Linked DNA regions of Oryzias latipes: region 2 is linked to region 1. The links are chromatin contacts, called in public Hi-C maps. All regions are on one chromosome and are shown on one strand. Each heading gives the region's core, a stretch centred on a gene start, on an enhancer-like site or on the middle of the called end of the contact. The rest is flanking DNA. Distances are from core to core; before and after follow the strand shown. Region 1 holds the start of LOC101165175 (cathepsin S). Region 2 holds the start of tmod4 (tropomodulin-4).

Evidence for each region. A called contact is a pair of places that touch in the nucleus more often than the background predicts.
Region 2: a Hi-C map of embryo shows a contact between it and region 1, with 2.4 times the contacts expected there. The contact joins the promoter of tmod4 here to the promoter of LOC101165175 in region 1. A contact is called at or near these places in 4 of 5 Hi-C or Micro-C datasets (embryo, fibroblasts and gastrula embryo).

Annotation. Positions count from the first base shown.
Region 1 is chr16:26,973,467-26,981,069 of ASM223467v1, forward strand. It overlaps LOC101165175 (cathepsin S), which reads left to right and starts at 2,741. Exons shown (of 8, transcript XM_004078345.4): 1 at 2,741-2,865; 2 at 4,508-4,632; 3 at 4,749-4,871; 4 at 6,713-6,868. The coding sequence starts at 2,844. LOC101164922 (cathepsin K) reads left to right here. Exons shown (of 8, transcript XM_004078344.3): 8 at 13-709. The coding sequence ends at 112.
Region 2 is chr16:27,101,298-27,108,900 of ASM223467v1, forward strand. tmod4 (tropomodulin-4) reads left to right here and starts at 5,001. Exons shown (of 10, transcript XM_004078349.4): 1 at 5,001-5,176.

The sequences.
Region 1 (7,603 bases), core at 1,491-3,990:
TCCTCCTGGCAGCTGGGGTGAAACCTGGGGCAACAAGGGCTACGTCCTGATGGCTCGTAACCGTGGCAACGTCTGCGGCATCGCCAACCTTGCCAGCTACCCCGTCATGTGAGCGGACCCGTGTGGAGATCTGAACGAGAGAAGAGAGGATGGAGGGACTTTGCTTGGACTACTTCCCCTCAGAGAAAATGTGTGAAGAGTTCAAAACCACTATGAAAAAGCATCACCAGGCTTGAACAGATGATTTGAAAACGTTTCCACTGTACTAGTGTGGTTTGGAAACTCAGTTGTGTGACCTTGGGTCACAACTTCTCTTAAAATATTGGATCAGGACATTATGCTGTCAGCACTTTGGACCCCTGTGGTATTTCACATGATCTCCAAAATCTGCTTCACAAAACTGTTTCTTCTACATCCAGAGGAGGAGGAAGCCCCAGAAACAAGAAACGCCACCATGAAAACTTTTGTTAGTTTTTCCAAAGTAGTTACTCTTTTAGTCCCTGTTTTTGGTTTGACATCCACAGAAAGCAGACACATTGCTGGGCAGTGTGAGCTCCTCCTTTTCTGCAACTCCATCACTTTTGTGTGTTTCATTCCTGATCATGTGTTTGGTTGTTTTTGCTCCTTTCAGCACTTTTTTTCTAATGATTCAACTGTAAACGGATGTTTTCTAACAAAACTCAATAAAGGTTTTGATTTTGAAGGTGAACGTGTGGAATCTGAATCGAGTGTTGGCTTCATTAAGAAAATAACGCATTCGTCTCACAATTACAAGGAATTATAAATGTTTTTGTGGCTGGAAAAAAAAAGTTGTGTCAGAATTTAAATATCTTGGAATAGAAATTGATTCTAATTTAAGGTTTAAATCACAAATCAAAAAAGCTGAATTTGTCAAATTCCGGGTCAATAAGGTCACATTTATCATTGCAGTCCTCTCAATGGCATGCCATGTATTACAAAAAATGATACACACTTAAACCATGAAAATCACTTTACAAACACATAACCAAAGTACTGGACTACAACTATGCCAATTATTTACGGAAACTATTTGTTTCGGCTACAATTGCCTTTTTTGGGAGGAGGGTGGGTTCCAAGTCGCTTCAGCAAGAAATACTCGCTGGCTTCTTTATCAAAAAGGTGGTTTTATTTAGAAGTTTTGATTTACAGTTTCCGGTTTTAAAAATACTTTTTCCTACTCCCTGTCACCGTCTGCAAAACTCAAGAGCCCCCACCGAGGCATGATACAAGTAGGCAGAATCCAGTCAGGAAAAAGATGAAATACAAATGATCTACTTTATTATATTTATGGTTTTAAATGTTAAAAAAACGACATAATTAAAAGCAAACAACAAACAACGCAAACAGGCTACAACACTAATAAACTGGAAGAATCTCATCAAGTATTCTAAATAAAACCATCAGTGCTCTGTCATCTCCTCCACTTGGTCCTGTTTTGGAGGTTTGTCTCCTGTGCAGTGTATATATGTTCATAATTATTCAAAACGCGACTAACTAATTGTTGCACTGTTTGATTGGTGAGGTAAAAATGCTGAATCAGCACGACACGAAACTTTCAAAGATCCGATCTATTTCTTTAAGTCTTCTCTAGCACATTTCTCTGCAGAAGATCGTTGTCCCCCTCTGCAGCTTTAGAGTTTTGCTCTGAATTGACAATAGGAAAACATTTTATTTGCTGACCCTGAGCCCAGTGGAACAATCTATTTTTCTATCTAACCAGATTTTTTAAGAATAATAATAATAACAATAAGGATTCAGGAAGGAGAAGACATTTTGGTTCCACTGTTAAACAGCTTAGCAACATTACACATTCAGGTGTGAAGCTCATGCACACAGAAGAAAGTGTGTTGGGCTGTAAATCTAGTAAAAAGTAAATAGTTTAGTTGTTTTTTTCCTTAAAATGCTGTGTTTTTTGTTTCATTTTTTCTTAATTTACTTTGCTTTTGCTTTTGGTACAGGCTTTTGACTAAATTATTTTTTAACCTGCTTTAAATTCATTTAAAAGTACAATGTTGGGCTACTTTTTGTTAGAATTTTCTCTAAATTACATAGCTTTGCCTTCGTTTCAAGTTGTTGGCTAAATAATTGTATGCTTTAAATTCTTGAAAAAGTACACATTTTTGGTTATTTTTAAACCATAAAGGCTGTTTTTTATGTTTTATTTGTCTAAAAGTTTATCTAGCTTTGTTTTTGATCCAGGTTGTTGACTAAATGCTGTTTAAAATTTGCTTTATGAAAAAAAGTACAAATGTGGGTCATTTTTAAAGCGTCAAATTTATTTTGTGTTTATTTTTTTTCTCCTAAGACTACTTTCTCTTTGCTTTTTGTCCAGGCTGTTGGCAAAATACTTCTGAATCTGTTTGAATTTAATTAAAAAGTACAAATGTTGGGATATTTTTTGAACTTAGAAACTTTTACGCTTTACTTCAAATTCCCTTATCCGTGCATTTTTTTAAAAACCTTATTAAATTTGCTTTTAATTTATTACAAACTACACCTTTTTGGTATTGTATAACTGAAAAGACTGTCTTTTATGTTTTATTACTCCTTAAATCACTTTGCTGCGTCTTTGCTCCAGGCTGTTGTGAAATACTTTTGAAAATCAGCTTCAACCTTGATTCCAAACTCAGCAGCAGCAGCAGTTTCAGCAGCAGCCTCAGTCTCTTCAGTTAATTTCAGCTGCAGATTCAGCAGCAGCAGCAGCGGCCCTTAAACTGGTTTCTTTCTGAAAGCAGAAGTGCCAGATCACGTGACCCTGGCCTGTCTTCATAAAGACGCGGCAGGTCGCTCAGAGGAAGTACAGCTGAGAAGAACCGAACGCGATGAGTCCGATGACCAACCGAGGCAAGTTCAGCGTTTTTTTCCCTTTCATTTCAGATGATCATTTTATTCTTTGCGTCTAAAAAGACGAACGCGTCACTCTAAAACCTAAACCTGGAACAAAAACAGATCTGAGAGCGCGTTAACTTTTACTTTCGTTCCTGTTTCCGAAGAAATCAGCTTCAGAGACTCAGACTGCAGCAGTTTGTCTGTGTTTTTGTTTCATCCCGTCTTAAAACACTTTAATTTGCTTCTTTGAACTTCAAAATAACTTCTCATTTTACTGACCATAAATCACTTTGGTAAATTTATTTGAAAAGTTTGACTTTACTTTTGTGATTTGGACGGTCGGTGTTTAAACCTTTTGTTCTTCTCCTTTCATGTCTAGACTTCCCTTATTTATGATAAAAATGCTTTTTTTAGGACATATTTTATTCTTAAAGCCAACTGGTCCAGATTAAGAATTCCAGGAAATAAAAGTCCATTCATGTGAAAAAAAAAAAAAACAACAACAAAACATTTTGTGGCATTCTGGTCTTAGTGCCACAAACTCCCCATTCTTTATTGTGTTGACAATGAAGATAACTTTTCTGAAGTATTTCATTTCCCATAGTCTTTTTTTTTTTTTTTTAAGATTGAAGGACCCCCCCCCCCTCACTGTAGAAACCCTCATAACAGAACCCTCCAATCAGTTCATGGCGTGCGGTGGCACACCTGTACTTCCTGCATGAGCAGTTCTGGTCATGAGACTTGCCTCATGCAGATGAGGCAACAGGAACTTTTTTTCCGTCCACATTATGTAGATGTGGAGATTAGGGGAACTTTTCCTCCTGTTTGTGTTTTGATTTTATTGTTTGGGCTTTTTAAAGTCTTTTATTCTGCGTTTTTTTTTTGTCATCTTCAGACCTGATCATGGCGCTGGAGGACATTACATATGATATCTTAACGTTAGCCTCTATTTTTTTTTGTCCTCTCTTGGTTGCGTAAGCGTCAGTTAAGCAGTTTTTGTTTTTTTTCTTTTATCAGTTTTACGACCTAAAGATGGCCTGCAAGGATCTGATTGTTTTCAATGTTCTGCTTTCTTCCTTTGTCACCCTCGCCAAAAACTCTGCAGAATTTGCACTCACCATTTGTTCATGTATAGCAAGTTACATCATCATTGCAATATTGATCACTAATATCGCATAAAGCGAGTCTTCCTCATGTCGTGCAGCCATAATTTGCAGTGTGTTCTAAAAATCCCTCTTCTCTTTTCATGGATGTATTTGTTGCTGTATTTTTGTTCTTTTGGGCAGATTTATTTAAATTTTTGCTACTTTAAAGTGGCGTCAACATACTTATTTCTACCAAGTTTTGAAAAAGCTTTAAGTTGTGGTATCGCTGTACTCGGTTTTACCATCATTTATAGCATGAATGTAGCCTTTTTTATTCCTCCATCGTTATTCAGACTGGGTTTCTTAACTTCATGATTCTGAAGAAGTAAACGCGTTAAAAGTTTGTTCATGGTGCGTCTCCATCGAGTCGGCGCTCCGCCTGTGGCTTATGTGAACTGCAAACAGTGAATGGTTGCCGGCTGGAGGTTTGATCTCTCTGCCGATTGTTTTCGTGCCATGCGCGCCCACAAGCGCCTCATCAAAGGTCAGATGACATCCTGCTCTCTGTGCAGGCGCGGTGCTGGGGAGCCTGCTGCTCGTCTCCCTGTGTGTGGGAGCAGCTTCTGCGTTTGACAGCCGGCTGGACATCCACTGGGAGCTGTGGAAGAAGACGCACAGCAAGCACTATCCAAGTGAAGTATGCCAACAAAGGGAACGAGCTGCATGCAGAAACTTGTAGCTTCATATGTGAGGTTAGCAGGAGCCGACTGGTTTTTGACTTCATGTGCTCTTCCTGCGATTGTGTGCATGGAGGAGGAGGACGTGCACCGCAGGGATTTGTGGGAGAGGAACCTGATGCTCATTACCATGCACAACCTGGAGTACTCCATGGGCCTCCACACCTATGATCTGAGCATGAACCACATGGGAGACTTGGTGAGACGTTCTCCTTCGCTCATGGCCTATTGATTCACAAAAAACACTTTATTAATAGACACAGTTTTAAAAATTCAGTAGGAAAAGAGGTTTTTACCATTTGGCTTAATACTGAGACACAATGAAGCTTAACCAAGTGGAGTTTGAGTTAACTAAAGAGGAACATTACTTGGGGAAGAGAAACATGAGGGGGAAAAAAGCCAATTAAAAGAAAAAAACTGTTAAGTTCTGGAAAATCCAGCTTCCTCTGCTGCACTGTAAAGGATGTTTTCCCCTATAAAACAAAACGATTCTTTAATATAGTTTGAGGAATCGCATACCGAAAGGTAAACCACAGTTTGAGGAAACATTAGAGTCAACTGTTGATCTGGAAGGTGATAAATCAAAAGTGTTGTTGAATAAAGTCTATTTAGTGTATAGTTAATAAATACTTGTATTTATTTGCTTGTATTCATTTGGCTTCGAAAAAAAAAAAGTAAATATAGAAGCACTTCCGCATGATTAAACACTAGTCTTTATAATGCAAACCACTAACGCCTTAAGTTATTTTTAGATGCAAATGAAGACAAAAAAAAAAACCTACAACATCTAGTTTTGTGCTGTTAATTGCCTGTTTGCTTATTCTGGAATAAAAATAAAATCCTTGCAGAGGAAAAAAATATATTTTTTTCCACTTTTCTTCTTTTTTTCTTGAATCTGCAGTTTTAGTTTGATTTAAAGGACAGACCTACGTGTCTAAACTTAAAACCCAGCAGTTGATGCTCAAACTTGTAACATGATGAAGGATTAAAGCAATGCAAGAGCCATAGACCGTAAAAACAATGAAGGAACCGACATGACTAATAGAAAATGCCTCGGCTGCCTCCGGCTCTGGTTTCAACATGGCAGCGCTCATATCAGGAAGCAATGCTACTTTTTATTTGGGAACACAAGAAGGGAAGAGTTGAGCTACCTGCTGTTTTTACAGTAAATGGGTAAACATTTGTTGAAGTTTTAACAAATGTTTTGTTTCTTTTATCTGGGTTTCTAACATGGCTGATTTCTAAAAAATCATAAAGTCATCAAACTTTGTCTCCGCTCGAATAAAAATTATTTTTTCTATTTATCTGACTGACTTCGATACTTCTACCCTTTTGTACCGCTGCATATTTTATCAAAGGCAGTAAATCTGAGATGATATTTATGCAACTCTTATACCAAAGCCTAAGCAAAGGACTACATGCACAATTTTATCTTTTTTTAAAGTAAACACTTTAAGCATCTTTAGAGAAAAGCAAGCGCCTACATTCCTTTTTAGAATTCCCCTTTAGAATTAATAATTTCTTGTTCTTATATGTGCTTTTAATTTTACAAATGATCACTTATACCCAGAAAGCTTTTTTTGTCACCTTTTTTTAAGTTATTGTTTTTCTAATACCTAACAATTCCAAATTTAGCTCATTTGAGCTTAGAAAAAAGTTTATCAACCTAAAAATATGATTAATCCCAATGATGGGTTTTGGCGATAAACCTTTAGTTTTTAAAATGTATACATGTGCTTTTATGTAGTCTAATTATAACCTTAAAGAAAGGAACAAACATGAATTATCTTTTAAATAAGAGGTTTTCCACAGGATCTGTTTAAAAAAAAATAATCAAATGATGGAAGAGGTCGTTTGTAAGTAAAATAGTGTCAATAAAGATTTGGTACATAATTGAATTGAGCCACTAAATTAAGCGTTTACTAAAAGCTGTCACATTTTCTAAGTCAAACTTGGGATAAAATTCACTGTACACTGTGTGACAAAACGCTAAACTGTTTTCTTTGCCCTAAAAATATCTTCCAAACTGTTCCCTCACAGACACAAGAGGAGATCCTTCAGCAATTTGCTTCGCTGCGTCCCCCCACCAACCTCAAGAGGGAGCCACATCTCTTTGTTGGAGCCTCGGGGTCCAACAATATCCCAGACGAGATGGACTGGAGGCAGAAGAACTGTGTCACAAGCGTCAAAATGCAGGTAGAAGACAAAAGTCAAACAGTTTGTTTTCAGCAATGACCCATTTTCATTTAAAAAAAAGGAAAAATGTCAACTGTGGAAACTGCATCATGCCTTAAAGTCCCACTCACCTGCTCTCATAACAACAAAATTCACATATTCTGGGTTTGCAAAGCAAACTGCAGAAGGTTTGAGGTGGAAAAAGGAAATCTCTGCATCTGTCTGCTGCAAAAAGTGGGAAACAGAAATGTGTTTTGAAGTGTTTACGCTAACTTCAGGATTTCGGGGGAGTTATTTAGTTAGAAGTTTTGACATTTTTCCTGTGCTGACCATTTAAGAACATTTGAGTCTGTTATGTATGTGCTGCACTATAATTCCATTTGAAAACATTGAAATATTTCACTTTAAAACACAATTCAGTAATATTTTCTACTTAGTTTAGTTTATTCCAGTTTAAAAAACTCTGTGCATTTATGTTTTATTTTTGTCAGTTTTTTTTTGTATTTTCAGTCATCTTGAAATATATTTCTTAGTGAACAAGGCTGCATCAATGCTGGGATAAAAATTGAACAAATGGGATCAACAACAAATTCCTTTTTAGAAAAAATAAATAAAACGAATGTATTCCTTTTTTTGGAAAAATCACCTTTTTGTTTGACATATGAAGTAAAACTCCACTGGCCTTGCTGTCTATTTTTGTCTAAACATGTTTCAGTTGCATGACTCAGAGCACAACCGTCTAAACCTGCCAGTTTC
Region 2 (7,603 bases), core at 3,751-6,250, 130 kb after region 1:
CGCGGTGGAACAATATTTCAGAGAATTAAAGCTGAGCTTCAGTAAATGGGGAACTGATATCAGAAACGGGGTTTCTAGTTTCAATGAAACTAGACTTTTATGCCAGAGTGAAGCAAAACCACACAAAAAAGAGGAAAATCCCTTTTTGACTTTACTGAGGTTAGAAAGAAATCCTTTTATACTCAAAGGGAAAGTTTCTATCCCACCACTAGCCCCGCCCACATTTTCTAAATAAGTACATTCCCTTTTACGTAAGCTTTTTTATTTTCCTTTTCATTAAATTTCCAAAAAGAACTTCCAGAGAACTCCACTGAACCTGAAATGATGATTAATGTATTTCCCATTTTATTATCCTGCTCTCGACAAGTTTGTGTTATCATTTGTAATAAAGTGGTCACTAACTTAACACAACTTCCCATTTATTATGGTCAAAGTTGAATGGAGTTAACCTGCCACAGAGCTTTGAAGCCTAGCACGACAACAGGAAATTTTCTAATCATCTGTTAAAACCTTCTGACCGGAAAGAAGATACCATTTAGTCTCGCCTGGAATCTGTAACATGTCTGTACAAGATGGATGGATGGATGGATGGATGGATGGATGGATGGATGAATGGATGGATGGATGGATGGATGGATGAACAAACTCATTGTTACATCACATATGACCGGTCTTTGGGATTTGGCATGCTTTTAAGTCATTATGTTTGAAAAAAACCATTTAATTGGATCCAAAAGTTTTACCATGTGGCCCAGAGCTTCAGCAAAGGTTAATCATTCAGTCTGAAAATGTTGTTGTCAACTTGATTTCCATTTTTATCACATATAGTCTATTATTTTCTGTGAGAAAATTACATTTCTGTGTATGTCTTTGTTCAAATCGTTATGAATCCGGAGCAGAGGAAAAATAACACTTATGGAAAAAGATGTGGATGTTGGACAGGCCACAGGCTACCTGCTCTGGTCCCTTCTGATGCATCCACTTGATCTAGACGACTAGATCCACGTACGTCTTTGTTTTCCTCATCTGAGCTGGAATCTGGCTCAAAACTGTTCAGCGGGATGGCTCCAACATTGCTCGGCAGGAGCAGTAATCTAGTGCGGGATCATTTAAAGCTTTCAGTTATGGGCGACAGAAAGGGGAAAACACCACTGGGAACTCTTTGACAACAGATCAAAAGATGATCGGAGTGGGACTTTGAATTTGTTCACTTTACCAAAAATAACATTTATTTATTTTGTTATTTAATTTATCACTTATCAAAAGAAAGTAAATAAAAACAGAATATACAACAATGCTGGATGTGATGGATGGTTGCCTAAAACCCATGAGGGGCTCAACATGTGGCAAGTTGACATGTTGGTTTTTCTCCAACGGGGCAACCTTGAATCTTCTGTCACTGAATGACTCAAGTCTTTGAAAGCTTGAATAATTTTCTAATTTTATTTTTCAGGATAAAAATAGATTTAGGGATGCTAAAAGGTCAAATCAGTTTTGTTCAAAAAATGTATGATAGAATTACATCAACTAGATGGGTGAACATTTAAAATAAATACATCGTTTTGTGCATAACATGTTTTACAGATATGTATTTTTCCTATCTGCTATATTACTTTCCGCTATTTTTCTTTCCTGTTTCCAAAACGACTTCCTCTTTTTCTCAGTTGACAGCCTAATTTCCTGAAAACACCTATATATATGGCTGATGGGTGACGTGGGTGCATGTACGTTAACGGTAAGGAGTTCCTCGGAAAAGCCTTTTAATATGGAAAACCTGTGTAACAATGACTAATACATTTAAATCAAAGTCAGTAGTTTGTGCGTGGGTGTTTGAGTGTAAAACAAAAAATGAAAGAGTTAAACCTGCCTTTTAATAAAGAAATTCTTTCAACCAGTTTATTTTCTTTTCAAAGTTTGTTTTTCCCCCAAAAGTGGAATTTATTTATTTATTTTTTGTGTTGTAGCTGTTCATACACTGACCAGGGACCGAACTACAGAGGGACAAGCGAGGTTAGGTGCCCCCTTGCAAAAAGCTTTGGCCCCTCAATATTTAAATCAATATTAGAACCATTATTGACAGCTGATTGTTTTAAAACTTCACTTGAGAATTTTGGAAGTTCATTGAAATGGAATGAGATGACGAGATGACTGAACTGTTCATAGCATTTTTAACATTTCATACATGAGATGTATGAGATTATGAGAGGATTGTCAACCGTCATTCATGAGGTCTTCATGGGATTATAGAAGAGATTACTTATCCGTCTTTTTCAAAATAAATTATCACTCGGGCAATAACCTGGGAGTGAAAATGTTTGATTTTACACATTTTCTGTCTACATTATCCTTCAGTTGCAGCATTTTCAAGAATAGACAATGCAGAAATAGACATTTAAAATGTTGAATTTTCAAAATTCAGATTTTAACATTTGCTGCCCCCATGTGGAAAAGAAAAAAAGTGTTGTTTTTTTTTGTAAACAAAACTATTTAGAGAAGAAAAAGTCAAATATAGTTGTCATATTTTATTAGAAATTTCATTTTGCTATTACTTAAAAATCTAAAAATCAAGGAAGCAGTAAAAAATGTGAATTGCTACAACAGAGTTTTATTACAAACACGTGTTTTTTTTCAATCATGACTTTAAAGTCTTAAATTCACGAGAAAAAAGTAATAACTGTAAAATTACGAAAATAAAATAAAAAATTTACGAGAAAAATCTCGTAAATTTAAATCTTCAAATCTTGTTTTTTTTGTGGCTCTAAAACTCTAAAATTACAGATCAGTTTTGACTCTTTATTGAAAACTTTACATGATTCAAAAACAAGTACTGCACGTTTGTCATTCATAAAAAGCTTCATAAAACTTCAAATGGTTACAGGGAAAACAGAAATCAAGACAAAAACTCTAATGGAGAGACGGTGGAAGAGGTTGTCTATGCTGTATGATGACACGAAAAGTCAAAGAAAAGCCGCCATAACTGACTAAAGAGAGAAAGTAGAACATGATCATTTTTCTTTTGTTTGTTATTGTTTTATTAATCATCAAATCAAATTAAATCAAATTTATTTATACAGAACCTTTTAACCCTAACCCTAACTTTCCTGACCCCCACGCACACGACATAATATAAAACTTAAAAAGAAGCCTGAAATGAAACGAAATGAAGACCTGACCACGTCAGCCCCCCACCACACACACACACACACACACTCATATTTACAGAAGATGCTACCACAGGACCCCCCCCCCCCCCAATTCAAAGCAAGGACCCCAACCCAAGAGATATTGCACTGCAGCAAAAATGTGTATTTATTGTTGTAAGATGCAGATTTTTTTTTAGATCACAGGAACATTTTTCTGAATGGTTTTCTTTCACAAAAGCAGAAAATTCACACTTTTAAAATATTTGTTTAAAAATCTGTACATGTGAACATTTGCATAACAAACAGCTGTTGCACCAAACAGAATGAGGACATCTGACAAAAGAGCTGTCAGCTGACAGAGTGAACTTATTTAGTCAATGACCACAGCTGAAGACAGCTGGAGCAGGTATCACATTAATGGAACAGATCAAAAATACACTAAATAAATAAATGGTTTTTTTTATTTGATTTTGCAGTTTATTCTCTAAGAAATTCCTGGTTTCATTTCAACTATCACTACCTAAGAGTGTAACATCTGATCTGATTCGTTGTCTCTCTGATCTTCATTTCCATCCTCATGTTTTGTTTTTTTTCCCTCTTTTTTGGTATTTCATTATCTTAGCTGCTTTGAAAATGTTTTTTTTCCTCTGGCATGCAGCGTCCTGCCTCTGATCTCCTGTGTTTGGGTTCTTCACGCACACTAAACCGTGACAGAAAACAGAAAACAAACCGTGAAGTGGGAAAATGACCAACACAATTTAAAATTCAACAGAAACAAACGGAATTCAATGTGTGGTAGGAAGAGTGAATGACTGCTAAAAGTAGAAAAAGTGAGTAGATGATAATTAAGGCACAGATTATAATGACATTTTGCTTTGGTGTAGATTTAACTGTAAAAAATATAAAGGAGGCAGAAAATTCAATACATTTTCCAGAGTTTGGATTGGGAATCAAAGGGAAGATCACTACTAGCATTTTATGATTTGGTGAAAAAGTCACCTTTATTTTTTGCTAATGCTAACAGAGGAAACGGTTTTCTCAGCATCAGATCCAGCAAACAATTCCAAAGCAGTTGGGTTTAAAACAGAATAATAAACAACTTAACTTCTTGACCTGACCTGCTCACCAGAGATGAAAGGAAAAAGCCTGAATTCTATTAATTTTAGTAAGATTCACACCTGAAAAGATTGACGCCGTGTGGCGTAAAAACAAGTAAAGTTTTCCTCTTTTAGTTTAGTCTTGAAAGCAAAACGTTTATCTCTGCATCCTAATGTGTCTGGATTTAACTTTACCCAAAATAATAATAATTATATCACAGTTGAATGGGCATTCTCTAAAGGAGATGATTAGATTTTCCCAGCATTGCTAATCCTGATCAATATCTCAGAAGTTTTTCTTTTTTTTCTTCCTTGCAGACAATTTCATGCTCCAGTAGTGCTGCAGACGTCCTAACATGCTGTTTTTAATGAAAGGTGTGGCACACAGACACTTTTATATTTATATTTCAGCATGAGCAATCAAGCCCTCACTGTTTTAATGATTTTGCAGTAGTTTTATTTTATTATTTTCTTTGCTTGGAAATAAAACAAATTCAAAGTAAAAGAAGCTTTCCGGTTAAAGTTTATCACAAAATTCTTTTAGAAAAAGTCAAAAACGTGTAACTTAAATGAATTAAAACAATGATGAAAAACAAATTGAGTTGAGAAAAAGATTACATTTAAGTGTACTAACAGATTTCAACCACTAGATGTCACTCTTCCTCCCTTCAGTCAGGGATAACTGAAAGTCTGAGGAGCCCGGCTCTCCTCTGTCACGGCTCCCCTTCTCCGTGACACCCTGTTCACCTCCCCTTCTCTGTCATGCAACCATAAAATAAAATGCTGACTTGTCAAAGTGCGGCGAGCGACCCTGTCTCAGGATAGCAGGGCTGAAGCCTGACCCACGAGAGAGGGGGGGTGAGGCAGAGAAAAAAAGAGAACAGACTTGCTGGAGCTGCAGCCTCCCCTTTGCTTCAGCACTGAGCTTCTGTGAAGGTAGGCTGCTCACTGGTTCTCTCAGGGACTGCACCAGCATGTTAATCCTTTTATCATTTTGGTGAAATTCAAATGAAACTAAGTTTTTTTTTTTTAAAGAGTTTTTAGGTCTAAACCAAAAATTGAGTTTCCTTTGTTTGTAGCTGAGGCAGAAAAGAATTTTCCATTCTGCAGATGAAGCTGTTTAGCAGAAACTTCTGCAGAAGCTCATCAGTGTGGTATGTGGGGAGGTTAATCCATTCAATAGCTGCTCATCACTGTGTGCTTTGTTTGTCACACAGGATTTGGGGAACTGGGTCTGGAAGCTGCAGACTTTACAGAAAAGTCTATCCTTTTTTTGCTCATCCTGTTCAGTCTAAATGAAATCTGATTATCTGGAAATGGCCTGATTGTCCGCATTGTTTAATACTCTATGAGAAGTTGTGGGAATTTAAAGGAAGGAGGGTCTAAGGGCAGGGATGCCCAGTTTAGTTTAGTCTGTTTAGTTAGTTTAGTTTAGAATTTACCTATTAAATTCTATGACTTCATGACCCTTATGATTGTATGTTTACTATACAATCACCAGTATGAAGCCCATTGAGATGACTTGTGTGTTGTAATACTGGGCTCTATAAATAAAATTGAATTGAATTGAATTAAATAAACGAACAGAAATCAATCAAATAAAATGTCCTCGGTAAGTTAGCTAAGGAACTGAATTTGCGTCTGTGACACCGTCTCAAGTAGCAACCAGGCAGGGCAGAAATCGACGGAGCTGAAAGTAGCTGACTTGTGAAGCTAAAATTAAGCTGAGGGCTGATTTGGAATGTTACACTTGGGCAACAAGACGTGGAGAGAATGACCCTCAGATGGTGAGAAGTTTTCGGAGTCGAGGATGAGGAGCTCATTAAAAATCCCCCTCTTATTCTGCAGCTGGAGCACAAAGACAAACTCGAGGCTGGAGGACAGAAACCACAGAGCAAACCCAAACGTCCACATTTTCAGAGGTGCATTGCAAACTGCAGGCAGGACACAGGAGCAGCGTGTAAATCTTGTGCCATTTATTAGCAAATAACCTTTGTCTAGGGGAAATCCACACCGCTTTAATGGTCTTCAGCTTGTAAAACAGAAAGTAGTGGCTTTCATGCACAAGAGCTTCATGCCACTGAGTGAAATAAGAATCTGTTTATGTGATTTTATCATGAGCTTTAATAAAAACGAGTGCACTTTTTTCTTCTTGAAAAGATGCAATAGCTTTTAAAATCGTTTTGCGGATGTGATAAAAACCTGAGATATTTAATTGTATCTCTTTTCAGCTCTGATGAAGATTTTTGATGAGAGAGGAAGACTACACTTCAGCTGATTCATCACAGTTTTCACTAAATTAGTCTTTAAACTTTCCCATTTATTAGTTTGTAGGAGAAGCCCCTTGAGATGTGTCATCTCGTTTCCAAGGGGGGACAGTCATCATTCAGTTCACAAGAATTATTCATTCATAGCTTTTGATCCAAGTTGATGTAGAAATAAAAAACATTGTAGCCTTATGACAATTGGTTATCTAGTTTTTATAGTAAATGTCTTAGATGCTGTGTGAATTAATAGAGATCTGTTCTTAAATTTTGTTAAAAAAAATAAAATAAAAAATTAAGATTCAAAATCTTATTCTTGGTGCTACAGATTGAGAAAGAATTGCAGCAAAAGTTTACACTGAAGTAAATCAAATATAAGTATAAGGTTTTCTAAAAAATAACGTATTTTTAAAAGTTTTCTTTTTCTTGAAAGTTTCTTTAGGAAATTGGAATCAAATTTGAACAAAAAGAGAAAGCAAACAGATGATGTTCATTTGAACAGGAGCAGATAAAGGTAGTATATAAAATAAATCAATTCAAAGCAGAACATTATGACATTTTCTTTGGGAAACAATCAATAAGAGGGGAAATCCTGGACTCTGAGTGATGGGTGTACAGCTGTGTTTTTTAACCAGTGTGTCGCGGTGCATTTGTGTGCTGTGGGAAATTATTCACTTTCACCTGATTGGTCTTAAAGTCATCATAAATAGCTTTAAGTTCATCCAAACAGGCCAAGGTTTCACTTTGAGTTGGTAGGTGTATCAAAGATCATGAAATCATTTTGTCTTTGTGTCTTTGATTACTTTTTAAGACATTTGGTTTGGAAGCATTGTTAGAGTTTTAGTTGAGATTTTCATCAGGAAAGACTGTAAAACCCAGATGGATGACTCCAGAGTCCTGAGGCTGGTGGTGCAACAGGAGCAGAACTCTGGATGAAGGTTGAAGCTCAAAGACAGAGAGAACAATAGAATTCTGATTAAGAGATGGAGCTGGAGATTAAAAGTGATTGAACAGAGATCCTCTTCTGATGGGTTCTGGGAGGGGAGATAATATAGTTTGAATGGAGAAGTAAGTCACATGAAAGAATGGGAGAGGAGAG